Regions from separate parts of the Triticum aestivum genome. Here region 2 is linked to region 1. Evidence: chromatin contacts called from public Hi-C data. All regions are on one chromosome and are shown on one strand. The core of a region is the stretch at or near the end of the contact, and the rest is flanking DNA. Distances in the headings are between cores, read along the strand shown. Region 1 holds the start of LOC123181465. Region 2 holds the start of LOC123181467 (transcription factor MYC2).

Region 1 (6,291 bases), core at 1,441-3,940:
GACGATGTTGGCGACGGCGGGGAGAGGGAATGGACCAGAGTTGCCCAAAAACCCTAGAAATAGCCTCGTCCACATCATCGTGAGCAGGAGGCGTATTCGCCAAAGGCGCTTTCACCCGCTTGCACCTGATTGGCGGAAGCGACGTGGCTATGGGCCCCCCGCCAGTCAGCATGAGCGGCCCACTCGCAACACAGGGGAAACCCCCCCCCCCAACTCCGGCAACTTGGACCTCGCCGCCGACGAGGAATCTTGAAACCCCGAGCACAAGCTCTGCCTCATTTCTACTGTCTTCAACCCCATCGGCGGCTGTGAGATCGTAGCACAAATCTGCTTTCCTGGGATACAAATCCCCTCACGCATCCTCGAACGAGCGCCTGGTGGAACCTCGCCACGGTCTCCGAACCAAGGCGGTTCACGCATGTCGCGGCGGAGAAGTGGTTTTGTATCTCCAGATGGGCTCAATCCCGAATGGACGGCGGTGACCAGGACGAGATGTTCTGCAGCGGCGCACCTGATGGTATCACCCCCAGCAGGCCCTCCCACCGCAGCGCCCGCCGTGGATCTTCTGATTTTGCCTCTGTCCTCGCCCACGCCACGAACGCAACCAATTGTGAGTGAGGGTAGGGAGGCATCCTCAGCCTCTCCGCCACCGTGGCCTCGTCGAAGATCCGCTTCGCCAGGATCCTCAATTCTCCCTCTGCTCGCAGGCGGCAAGTCTCTGCGTACCTGACCGCCGCAGCTCGTGTTTCTGGATCCCTCGCCGCCACCGCCTAATCCGCCGCCTTCCACTCCTGAACCCGCCAGATCCATGCCGCCGCAGCGTCGCGGATCCTGGTCGCTCACTCCACCCATCTCCGATCCCCCCGTCGCCATGGCTATCGCCTGCGGAAGCGGTGAGATCAATCTCACCAACTCCGCGAAGGCTTCCTGAACTTGGGGAGGAAATCGAACGGGGGAAGGGGGAGGGGCCTCGGCTGCCCGACTCAGTCTTCGCCGCCGTGGAGGCATGCCGCGAGGTCGGCGCGGCTAGATCTGCGGTGGGGGCGGCGGGAGGTGTGGAGTCGCCGTGGTTGCGTGGGAGTAACCACAACATACAAAATGCAAGTGGTGGTAACTACCACTGCTTGTAGGAAACATTTGTCATATATACATATATATATATATATATATATATATATATATATATATTCTTGCGCCCCCTTGTATGTAGTATCTGTCGAAACCGAGAGTATGTATGTGTAGTATGTAGTATATAACAATGATTAGGTAGTATATATACTATTTTTTAGGTAGTATGTACCATTTTTTGAGTATGCTCTTTTTTACGTACAAATATGTATGTATTTCACAAATATAACAAAAACTATGGGCTCATATGCAATTTTTTCATGTAACTTGATTTGAAATAGCTTAGATATAGCATATGAACATATTTAAAATAATAAAATAGTATATATAGTACCATATGATAGTATATGAGACATGTGGGGTAACTACCACTGGATGGTAGGATGGATTTTCCCTATATATATATATATATACACTAGTAAGCATGCACGTGCAACGCACGTCTCTCAAATATAAAAGAAGTCTTACTAATTTTATTTATGTTTAATGGAGTAAATATGTTCGTGCATTGCAACAGGAGAAATAAAATTCTTGCGCCCCCTTGCGACTAATATGTGTTCTACTTATACTCTTTCAAAGCTCGCACTCTCATGAGTCGTATTCACCTGGTCACCTCGTCATCAGGTACGCGGACACATGCTTGGGGTTGTCGCAGTCGAACATGTACTTTATGAACTCTGCCTCCTTGCCGGCTCTTGTTGTGTGGCCGTCATGGGCGTGCTCGAAGCAAAACTCGATTTTTATGATGAAGTTGAATTCACTAAAGAAAATTTGAAAATAATAATAATTAAAAGGGTAACAAAATATGTTGTTTAGCATAAACGGGAATGGTTGGGAGGATTTCCAAGGAGTCATGAACCGGAGTCAGAGAAACTCTCATAGGTCCCCTAAAACATTTCCCATCAATCAAAGCATAGGGACTCACCTATAAAGATCCTCACTTACAATTTTTTTAACTCCAGCAGACCTCTAAACCTCAACCCCCCTACATTTCAATGTCCTATATTTTATTAATTTTATGGAAATATCATAAATTCATCATTGTAGTACCTTGCATTTTCATTTGAATGAACATTGGTACAATACAGAACTAACACATGAAACAGACAACCAAATAAAACTTAGTAATTCGAAGGCATTTCTCCTCATTCAAGGAAAATTTCACTCATCGTGTACCGCGTTGCGGAACACATCCAATAGTTATTAATTATTACACTTAATAGTGAAAATACATCTCCGTTAACTCAAAAAGGAACACAAATCAGAACAATCGAATTACCGTGGACCTACACGGCCGGTAAGGGCACTCTCAAATCATCTCAAACACATATGTTTCTCCAAATTCACATAGATATACATATCTAGAATATTTTAAAGTATAAACAAAAGTAAACAAAAAAAGCAAAACAGAAAACAGAAAACAGAGAACAGAAAGAAAAAATTAGAAAAAGGAGGCTGGAGCTTCCCGCGGGGCTGTGCGGCGGCCCATGTAGAGCTCCCCCGACGCGATGGGGCTGCCCTCTGTCTTGCTGTAAGCGAGACATAGGGGCACCCAGGATTCAGAGCCTTTAGCTAAAAAAAAAAGGGTTCAGAGCCCACCGCACATTTCGGCACCGCACATTTCGGCACCGCACTCGACTCCACGGGCAGCGACACGGCCTACGCCGACGAGCACCCGCCGTCGCCCCCTTCCTCGCCCGTTTCCGCCTGAATCCTCCGTCACTCTCAGCCTCCGCGCACCCATCTCCGCCTGGTCGATATCGCTCGTACCATCTTCGGCTCCAACCCCAAGCCGATCCGACGCCGGCTGCCTGTTCGACAGAATGCCTGAGAGCGTGGCGCCCGGCGGGGAGGACCGCATCGGCGCCCTCCCGGACGATCTCCTCCGCCGCGTGCTGTCGTTCCTTACCTCGCGCGAGTCCGTCTGCACATGCGTGCTCGCTCGCTGCTGGCGCCACCTCTGGAAGTCCGTGCCCGTGGTGCGCGTCATGGTGCCGGTGCCCATCGATAGAGAAGGGGAGGAAGAGCTCTGGTTTGTTAATTCGCTGCTTCTCCTCCGCGACCGGGCGCCGCTGCATGAGGTCGATATCAGAACCTACCTCGACGACCCATCGGCACCCCTCAACGTTGAGCTGTGGCTCCGATATGCGGCATCCTGCCATGTTCGGGTGCTTCGAGTTTGGGTGCTTCCGAGTTTACAGTCGGCGTCTGCAGCTACCCAACGTGACTCTCATCTGCCAGCACCTGACAGTATTAGATTTCGCTGGTATGAAATTTGAGGAACACACTCTGAATTTTTCAAGCTGCCCAATGCTAGAGGTATTAAAGATGTATGATTGTAAAATCAGCGCCGAGAAGATCTTGTGCAAATCGTTAAGGCATCTAACTATGGAGATATGCCGTTTTGACCTGTATGGCCGCACTCGTATCTCTTGCCCAAGTCTCACTGCCTTAACTAGTTGACAATTTGGGTTGGACTCCTTCCCTTGAGAGCATGCCGTTATTGGTAACGGCACTTGTCAGGTTTGATGAAGAATGGTGTGAACGTCAAGCGTGTTATGATCATTGTCTTAATGGTGGTTACTATGGGGACTGTGATGATGAGCTATGTCCTTCTTGCCTCTGTCATGGCGATGACTGTGTGCTTCTAAAAGGTCTATGTGACGCTACAAATTTGAAGTTGACAAGTGCTCCTCAAGCGGTATGCTTTCACGTTCACTGTCTCCTAGGGTTGATTGCCATCTGGTCCTGTACATTTGTATCCATCATAGAAACATCTTAGGGAGGCTGCTTATGGGCATTGCATGTATGTTGCCAATTCGCATTTGAACCATTATGTTTCTTTGTAGACATCACCTAATAGTTGGTTCGTGCAATGACAGTACATTATGCATATCAGCATCTGTGTGTTCTTCGTTGCTAGTCTATACTTCTGATGTTTATACTATCCAAAAGCATAAGATTAATATTTATTTTTATAGTACACATTAATCTTTGCCACATTAGATGGTACAGCTTAGTTTATTTCTGATTAAACCAGAAACTTGCAAATCTGGAACCCTGCTGGTAGCTTCTATTCCATTCAGCGTTACTAAATCAAATACTTACAAAGTTAGACCTCAAGTAGAATTTAATCCTCTCCACTTTATCCAGATTATTTGCACCAGGGATTTTAAATGGTGCCATACGTTTAGCAAGTTAAAAACATTGTTTCTCAATGAGTGGTGCCTGGCTGCTGACTTCGGTGGACTGGTTTACTTTCTTCAGCACTCACCAATTCTAGAGAGGCTTACCCTTCAACTTAGACTTCGTGAGGTACTATATGTTTTCTAATTACACCAGTTTTTGTGTTTGAAGTCACAATTGCAATTGGTTGATTTCACTTAGCTATTATGTTTTCTACAGAAACAATCTATGGATGGAAAAAATGCAAGCTACAATCCAAGAAAACAATTCTTGGTATCAAAGAATCTTAAAGTAGTCGAAATCAAGTGTCACAAGGAAGATGAAAGGATTCACCAAATTGTAAAGATCCTTGTCAGCCTTGGAGTACCTCCTGAGAATATTGACAACCAACAGAACGATGTGTGGTCTGATTGTAAGTAACTATTACCACTCCACACTGATTATTATGTTTCTTCCTCATAAAATTCCTGTAGTCAGCATGTTTGTGTAAATACCGACGGAAGAAGGTATCAATTAGTTTAGACAAAGTAAAGGATATTTTAAATTTGGAAAAGTGGACATTCCAACATTTTGTGAAGCTAGCAAGGAAACAATTCCATATCATATTTCAATAAGAATCTAAAGCTAGGTCCAAGCAGCACTGCATGCTATATCATCTTGCACCATTGTGCATCCTTTTGACTGCTAGTGCCACCATACATTACCTGGACCCACAACAGCAACACTGCACAACAGCGAATGTTAATAGGCCTGCAAAAGAGCGAGTTAAGCCTTTTTATCAGTTTCAATTTAAGGAAGTGTCCTTACATGTTCAACAATAAGTAGATTAAGTTGAATAGTGTCAAGCGCCGCGTCCCCCGCGTAGCCCTCCCTGGTGGCGGCGGGGGAACCCTAGATCGAGCGCCGCCGCCCCCTCCCCACCTCGCCGCCACCGGAGGAGCGGCCAGCGAAGCCCGCGTCGGCTCCCAGGAGGGCGGCGGCGGGGCGATTCGGCTGGATCCACCCCCCCCGGGCATGATGTGGTGCCGGCTCCTCGACGGCGGCTCCCCGGCGGCGGCGGCGCTCCTCACCCGCGGTGGTGTTGCCCCGGCTGGGTCCCCTGGAGCCCCGCCCTACCACCACCACCTCGCGCTGGAGCCCCCCTTCCTCCCATGGCCCCAGATCGGATCTGGCGTCCCATGGGCTCTCCCTCCCGTCCAGCTGCTACGGCCCCCTCCTGCCGCTCCGGCGCGGCGGCGCGACCTTGCCCGCGGTGACCTTCCCCCGTTTGCCTCCTGTCTCCCGTGGGCGCAGCTCTTGCTGCTGCTGATTGGGGCGGGTGAGGCCTTTGGGTGAGGTGGCCGGGCAGGCCGGGGCTCGGTCTTGCCTCGGTGCAAGCCACCCTCCGTCCCTGACGGCGCCTCCTCCGAGCTACGGCAACAACTTGCGTATGTGTGGTCACGGCGTCCTTTGGCAGGCGGCTGAAGTTTCACGGTGGTTCTTGGTCGGCACTGCTCCAGTCCCGACGTCCACGGACCTGCGTTCTCCAGTGTGCTTGGTCTGCCGGTGTCTCCACTGGCGCGGTCTCGGCCCCGGCCAACAAGTTGCTGCGTCCCTTCCAGCATCTTCGGTTCGCCGGTCCTGGTGGCTACGCCTCCAGCAACACGGAGCTGCGCCCCCTTCCGGCTCCGGTTTGCCGGCGGCGCCGGCCGCCACCCTACCACCCGTGTCGGCTCTCTGCCCTGCTGCCTCTCCAACCCCATCCACCATGCCATCGGTTGCAAAGCTCGTATTTTTGTCGGCGGCAGGTGCAGCCCCACCCTCCTTCTGAGGTAGCGGTCGACAAGCATGTTGACTCCGGCATCTTCGGATCCTGATCTGGTAGATATGGGATTGCTCGGACTCAGGCCAGGCGAAAGCCATGCTCGGCTTGCCGATGCTGGCAGCAGCGACACCCGCGGATGTCGTTTCCCTTCCTGGAGGCGCTGCCATGGCCTT
Region 2 (6,291 bases), core at 1,698-4,197, 340 kb after region 1:
CACCACAACCTAAAGTGTACCTTTCTACCTAGAGCCTGCAACGCAAAGCTGGAACGCCGGTGACATGTCTTTCCTTCATGGCTATGAACGGTCGTTGTTTAATCCTGCTACTACAGACCTTCTTCTTGCTTGCATGCTTTTCCCCATGGTACTGGCTAGCCTACTTGATCCAATGCACGGTAGCTCTTTGTTTTCTATGGACAAACTTGTTAACACTTTGTTTTGTTATTCAGTTTTGCTAATATAAGTATTGCATATCTAAGTTCTATGTCATTGATCTTACGTTAAAATTTGTGTGGAAATTTTCTTTTTCTTTTTTCTTTTCCTCTTTTGTGCTTGATTCACTCATTTAGATGTGCAATAACTAGAGCACACCTAGATGTGTCCTAAACACACCCTTTGTTATTTTGCATAACCTAACGGTCGTAAACTCTCGCTCTCCCGTCGCCCGAGTATGCTTCCTTCAAAATATGCCTTATTCGCCTCATTCTCACTAGCGTTTTTTCACAGAGTGATTGTAGAAGTCCACAAGTCCCAAGCAGAAATTGGAAGTGCATTATCACTACCAAATAATACAGTGCAACACATCTACCTTTCATTTCAAAAATAAAATAAAAATAATACAGTGCAACATGATTTAATTTCTTCATGGGAAAAACGATTCACTACGCACCAGCCAAGGACGATGCAAATGCGAATTGCGCAATCTAGAAATACCACACTCATTTACAAAAAAAGTAAAAAAAAAATATAGCAGCCATATGCTATGGCCCTTCGGTCGCCCCGCTATGCTTCCGCTGAAATCTGACTTATTTGCTCCATTCCAACTTGTGACTCTTTTTCCATACCATGATTGTAAAGTTCTTAATTCACCGATAGAAATATGAAAGATCATTATTATCACTACCAAATAATACATTGCAATGTGATTTTATCTGTTTGTAGGCGAGGCGATTCACCGCATACCAACTAAGGATGTCGTCAATGCAAATTAACATGACCTAAAAATACCACCCATTTACAGAGAGAAATCTAAAGGTCACTTGCTCCGGATCTTCGGTCACCCCGCTATGCTTCCACTAGGAATCAACTTAATCGTCATCTTCCCACATACGACTCTACCGTGATTGTAAAGTCCTTAATTCATTGGCATAAATTTGGAAGTGCATTATCAGTATATCAGTAACAAATATTACAGTGCGCTGGAATTTTATCACTTTTTATAAGAATCAATACACAACATACTAACTAAGGACGTCGCAAGTGTAAATTAACATCACCCAAAAATACCTCACTCATTTAGAAATCTAATGCTTACATGCTCTCGATCTCTACTCACCTTGCCATGCTTCATACTGAGAATTAGATTATTCTTTTCATTCACACTTGCAACTCTACCATGATTGAATTCGCCGGCAGAAATGTGGAAGTGTTTCATCACTACAAAAATATGATGCAATGTGATTTTTATCTCTTCATATGAGAGGCGATTCACAACATACCGGCTAAGGACACCGTAAATAACACGACCCAAAAATACCACACCCATTTATGGAAAGAAATCTAATGGTGAGATGCACTGGATCTTTGATCGACCCACTATGCTTCCACTAGGAATAGGCTTATTTTGTCTCGTACCCACTTGCAACTCTATCATGATTGTAAAGTCCTTAATTCGCCCCCAGAAATTTGGAAGTGCATTATAAATACCAAATAAGGCGGAGCAACACGATTTTATCTCTTCGTGTGAGTAGTGGTTCCTAGCATACCAGGTAACATGACCCAAGAATGCTACACTCATTATCAGAAAGAAATCTAAAGGTCACCCGCTATTCTTCCATTGAGAATCGGCTTATTCCTCTTGTTACCACTTGTGACTTTATCGTGATCGCGAAGTCGTTAAATTCATCGACAAAAATTTGAAAATGCATTATTGCTACCAAATGATACAACGCACCGTGATTTTATCTCTTCATAGGGGAAACGATTCATCACATATCGGCTAAGGACGTCATAAATGCGAATCAACATGACCCAAAAATATCGCTCATTTATGTAAAAGAAATCTAACGGTCACATGCTCTGGATCTTCGGTATCCCTGTTCTGCCTGCACTACGATCGATTTATTCATCGTGTTTAATTCGCTGGCAGAAATTTGGAAAGTGCATTATCACCACCAAATAATATGATGATAATACGATCTTATCTCTTTGTAAGAGAAGTGAACCACTACGTACCAGCTAAGGACGTCATAAATGTGAATTAACACAACCCAAAGATACCACCCACATTTACGGAAAAGAAATCTAACGGTCACATGCTCTGGATTTTCGGTCGCCCCCCTATGCTTAGAGTGAAATTTTGCTTGTTTACCTTGTTCCCCCGTACGACTCTTTTTCGTGTCGTGATTGCAAAATAATCCCTCCATTTCTAAATATAAGTCTTTTTAGATATTTCAATACAAACTACATATGGATGTATATAGACATATTTTAGAGTGTAGATTCACTACTCATTTTGCTTCGTATGTCGCTTATTGAAATGTCTAAAAAGACGTAGGAACGGAGGGACTATTTGTTTGAGGGACTTATAATTAAAAAGGAGGGAGTATTTGCTTGAGGAACTTATAATTAAAAAGAGGAGTAACTCATTTACACAGACAAACCCCACAATAAAATAAATCACTGGTGGCTGACAGGCGGGCCCATCCATACTGGATACCCCAAAGCAGGGGAGGCTAAATCCGATTAATGGGTTAAATCGGTCACTGACAACCCGGGCCCTCGCTCGAGACAGGAGGCCACGAACACGGCGGTTACCCCAAAATTCGGGCAGCCAACAAGGAGGAGGAAAGAGAGAAGAAACGGCAGCTGCTGCAAGAACAGCAGAGCAGCACAAATCAGTGCAGTGATTCCCCTATTTTACCCCGGCCAGCTAAATAAGCAGCGGGGGAGCGAGCGACGCATCGGCGGGCGGAGACGTCGACGGCGACCAAACCCGCACAATTTACTACTTTGGGCCTCGCCTCCCATCTTTCCTCCCCACCAATCCATTCCCACCTTTCCCATCTCCTCCTCTCTCTCCACCCACCCTCCCCCCGCGCTTGCTTTCCCTCCCATCCATTCCCCTTCCTTCCCCTCCCCGGACCCCGGCCCCGGCCCGATGAACCTGTGGACGGACGACAACGCCTCCATGATGGAGGCCTTCATGGCCTCCGCCGACATGCCGGCCTTCCCCTGGGGCGCTGCGGCCACCCCGCCGCCGCCGGCCGCCGTGCCGCAGCAGCCGGCCTTCAACCAGGACACGCTGCAGCAGCGCCTGCAGGCCATCATCGAGGGCTCCAGGGAGACCTGGACCTACGCCATCTTCTGGCAGTCCTCCACCGACGCCGGCGCCTCGCTCCTCGGCTGGGGCGACGGCTACTACAAGGGCTGCGACGACGCCGACAAGCGCCGCCAGCAGCCCACCCCGGCCTCCGCCGCCGAGCAGGAGCACCGCAAGCGCGTCCTCCGGGAGCTCAACTCGCTCATAGCCGGGGGAGGCGCCGCCGCGCCCGACGAGGCCGTCGAGGAGGAGGTCACGGACACCGAGTGGTTCTTCCTCGTCTCCATGACCCAGTCCTTCCCCAACGGGATGGGCTTGCCGGGCCAGGCGCTCTTCGCCGGCCAGGCCACCTGGATCGCCACGGGGCTCGCCAGCGCGCCCTGCGAGCGGGCCAGGCAGGCCTACACCTTCGGCCTCCGCACCATGGTCTGCATCCCCCTCGGCACCGGCGTGCTCGAGCTCGGCGCCACCGAGGTCATCTTCCAGACCAACGATAGCTTGGGGAGGATCCGCTCGCTCTTCAACCTCAACGGCGGAGGAGGGGGCTCTGGATCCTGGCCGCCCATCGCGCCGCCGCCGCAGGAGGCGGAGACGGATCCGTCCGTGCTCTGGCTCGCCGACGCGCCGGCCGGGGACATGAAGGAGTCGCCGCCGTCCGTCGAGATCTCCGTCTCCAAACCGCCGCCGCCACAACCGCCGCAGATCCATCACTTCGAGAACGGGAGCACCAGCACGCTCACGGAGAACCCCAGTCTCTCCGTGCACGCGCAGCAGCCTCCGCCCCAGCAGGCGGCTGCGGCGGCGCAGAGGCAGAACCAGCACCAGCAGCAGCTCCAGCATCAGCACCAGCTCCAGCTCCAGCACCAGCACAACCAGGGTCCTTTCCGCCGGGAGCTCAATTTCTCAGATTTCGCGTCCAACGCATCCGTCACGGTGACCCCGCCTTTCTTCAAGCCCGAGTCTGGTGAGATCCTAAACTTTGGCGCTGACAGCACCAGCCGGAGGAACCCTTCGCCGGCGCCCCCCGCCGCGACGGCCAGCCTCACCACCGCGCCCGGGAGCCTATTCTCCCAGCACACGGCGACTGTGACGGCCCCGTCAAACGACGCCAAGAACAACCCGAAGCGGTCCATGGAGGCCACCTCCCGCGCGAGCAACACCAACCACCACCAGAACGCCACAGCCAACGAGGGGATGCTGTCCTTCTCGTCGGCGCCGACGACGCGGCCGTCCACCGGCACGGGCGCGCCAGCCAAGTCGGAGTCCGACCACTCCGACCTGGAGGCGTCGGTCCGCGAGGTGGAGAGCAGCCGCGTGGTGCCTCCGCCGGAGGAGAAGCGGCCGCGCAAGCGCGGGCGCAAGCCGGCGAACGGGCGCGAGGAGCCCCTGAACCACGTGGAGGCGGAGCGGCAGCGGCGGGAGAAGCTGAACCAGCGGTTCTACGCCCTCCGCGCCGTGGTGCCCAACGTGTCCAAGATGGACAAGGCCTCGCTGCTGGGCGACGCCATCTCCTACATCAACGAGCTCCGCGGCAAGATGACGGCGCTGGAGTCGGACAAGGAGACGCTCCACTCCCAAATCGAGGCGCTCAAGAAGGAGCGCGACGCCCGGCCGGCCGCGCCGTCGTCGGGGATGCACGACAACGGGGCGCGGTGCCACGCGGTCGAGATCGAGGCCAAGATCCTGGGGCTGGAGGCGATGATCCGCGTGCAGTGCCACAAGCGCAACCACCCGGCGGCGAAGCTGATGACGGCGCTGCGGGAGCTGGACCTGGACGTGTACCACGCCAGCGTGTCCGTGGTGAAGGACATCATGATCCAGCAGGTGGCGGTGAAGATGGCCACCCGGGTCTACTCCCAGGACCAGCTCAACGCGGCGCTCTACGGCCGCCTCGCCGAGCCGGGCACCGCGATGCAAATCCGGTAATGACCGAATGCCATCCACCAGGTAGTAGCAATGAAACCGTGATCCTATTACTCACCACCGTATGATCGGCGTCGTCGTCGTCGCCGTCGTTATAGCCCGATGGACATCGAGATGGAGAAAAGAAGGCGACGATCGTTCCATGTTGTTGTTGTAAAATCTCTCTTTAGGAGGATGGATGGATGGATGGATGCATGTGTACATCATCATCATCTTGTTGTGTTTTTGCAAGTAGTGTGTTAGCAGAACGAAGCGCCGGATCCATCGTTGTTAATTATCTCATGACCCCTGTGATCGACGACGGTGTATCGGCGTAGCGCTGTTGAACTGAAACTGTATATAGGACAAAGATGGATTGCCCGTCGCCGTTCTCCTCTAGTGTTGTTGCTGTTGTGTGTATGCATGCATCGCTTCTCGTCTTGGCAGAGCGAGCATGGATGATTGATATGGTATGGCTTGCAAAATGAAATGGATCGGGCGTTCTTTTTTATCTGCTCGTATGCTTCTTGATTGTGTTCTCATCTTGTGCAACTTGGCTAAGAGAAGGCGAAGTGGAGGTGGGGGGCATGTGATTTGGGTGGGTAGACCTCGACATCATAGGCACAGTGGCAACACTGGTGGAAGAAGAGAAGGATTAGCGAGGAAGGAGAGGAGAGGCAAAGCAAGACGTAAGCTGCTCTTGGCATAACAAAAGGGAACGAGGAGAGGGGAACCCGTGGGGCCCCGTCCTTCCTTGGCAAGGAGAAGAGAAGTGGATGAGGAGGAGGGAGGGAGGGGACACGAGTAGCGTGCGGCTTTTCTTCTTCTTTCATTCAGGCTTAACGAACCAGGCACACAGACATTGTTGGCGACAAGAAGCCAGGCCTACTGTTCGGCGCTGCCTCTCCACATGCCGATGCCACCACCTGATCCATGTCGAGACTCGCCTAATTTTGTTGTACCCTGGTTATTTCTTTGTTTGTTTCCAGCTAATATAAGTTTTTACAGGCGGTAATATAAGTTTTAATCGCACAAATTAGCAAGAAGCACCAGTGGTCTAGTGG

What was found. A called contact is a pair of places that touch in the nucleus more often than the background predicts.
Region 2: a contact with region 1 is called in a Hi-C map of leaf, with 2.9 times the contacts expected there. The contact joins the promoter of LOC123181467 here to the promoter of LOC123181465 in region 1. A contact is called at or near these places in 2 of 5 Hi-C or Micro-C datasets (both in leaf).

Annotation. Positions count from the first base shown.
Region 1 is chr1D:279,417,974-279,424,264 of IWGSC CS RefSeq v2.1, forward strand. It overlaps LOC123181465, which reads left to right and starts at 2,691. Exons shown (of 9, transcript XM_044593724.1): 1 at 2,691-3,829; 2 at 4,282-4,443; 3 at 4,534-4,726.
Region 2 is chr1D:279,758,278-279,764,568 of IWGSC CS RefSeq v2.1, forward strand. LOC123181467 (transcription factor MYC2) reads left to right here and starts at 2,948. Exons shown (of 1, transcript XM_044593726.1): 1 at 2,948-5,738. The coding sequence starts at 3,164. The coding sequence ends at 5,251.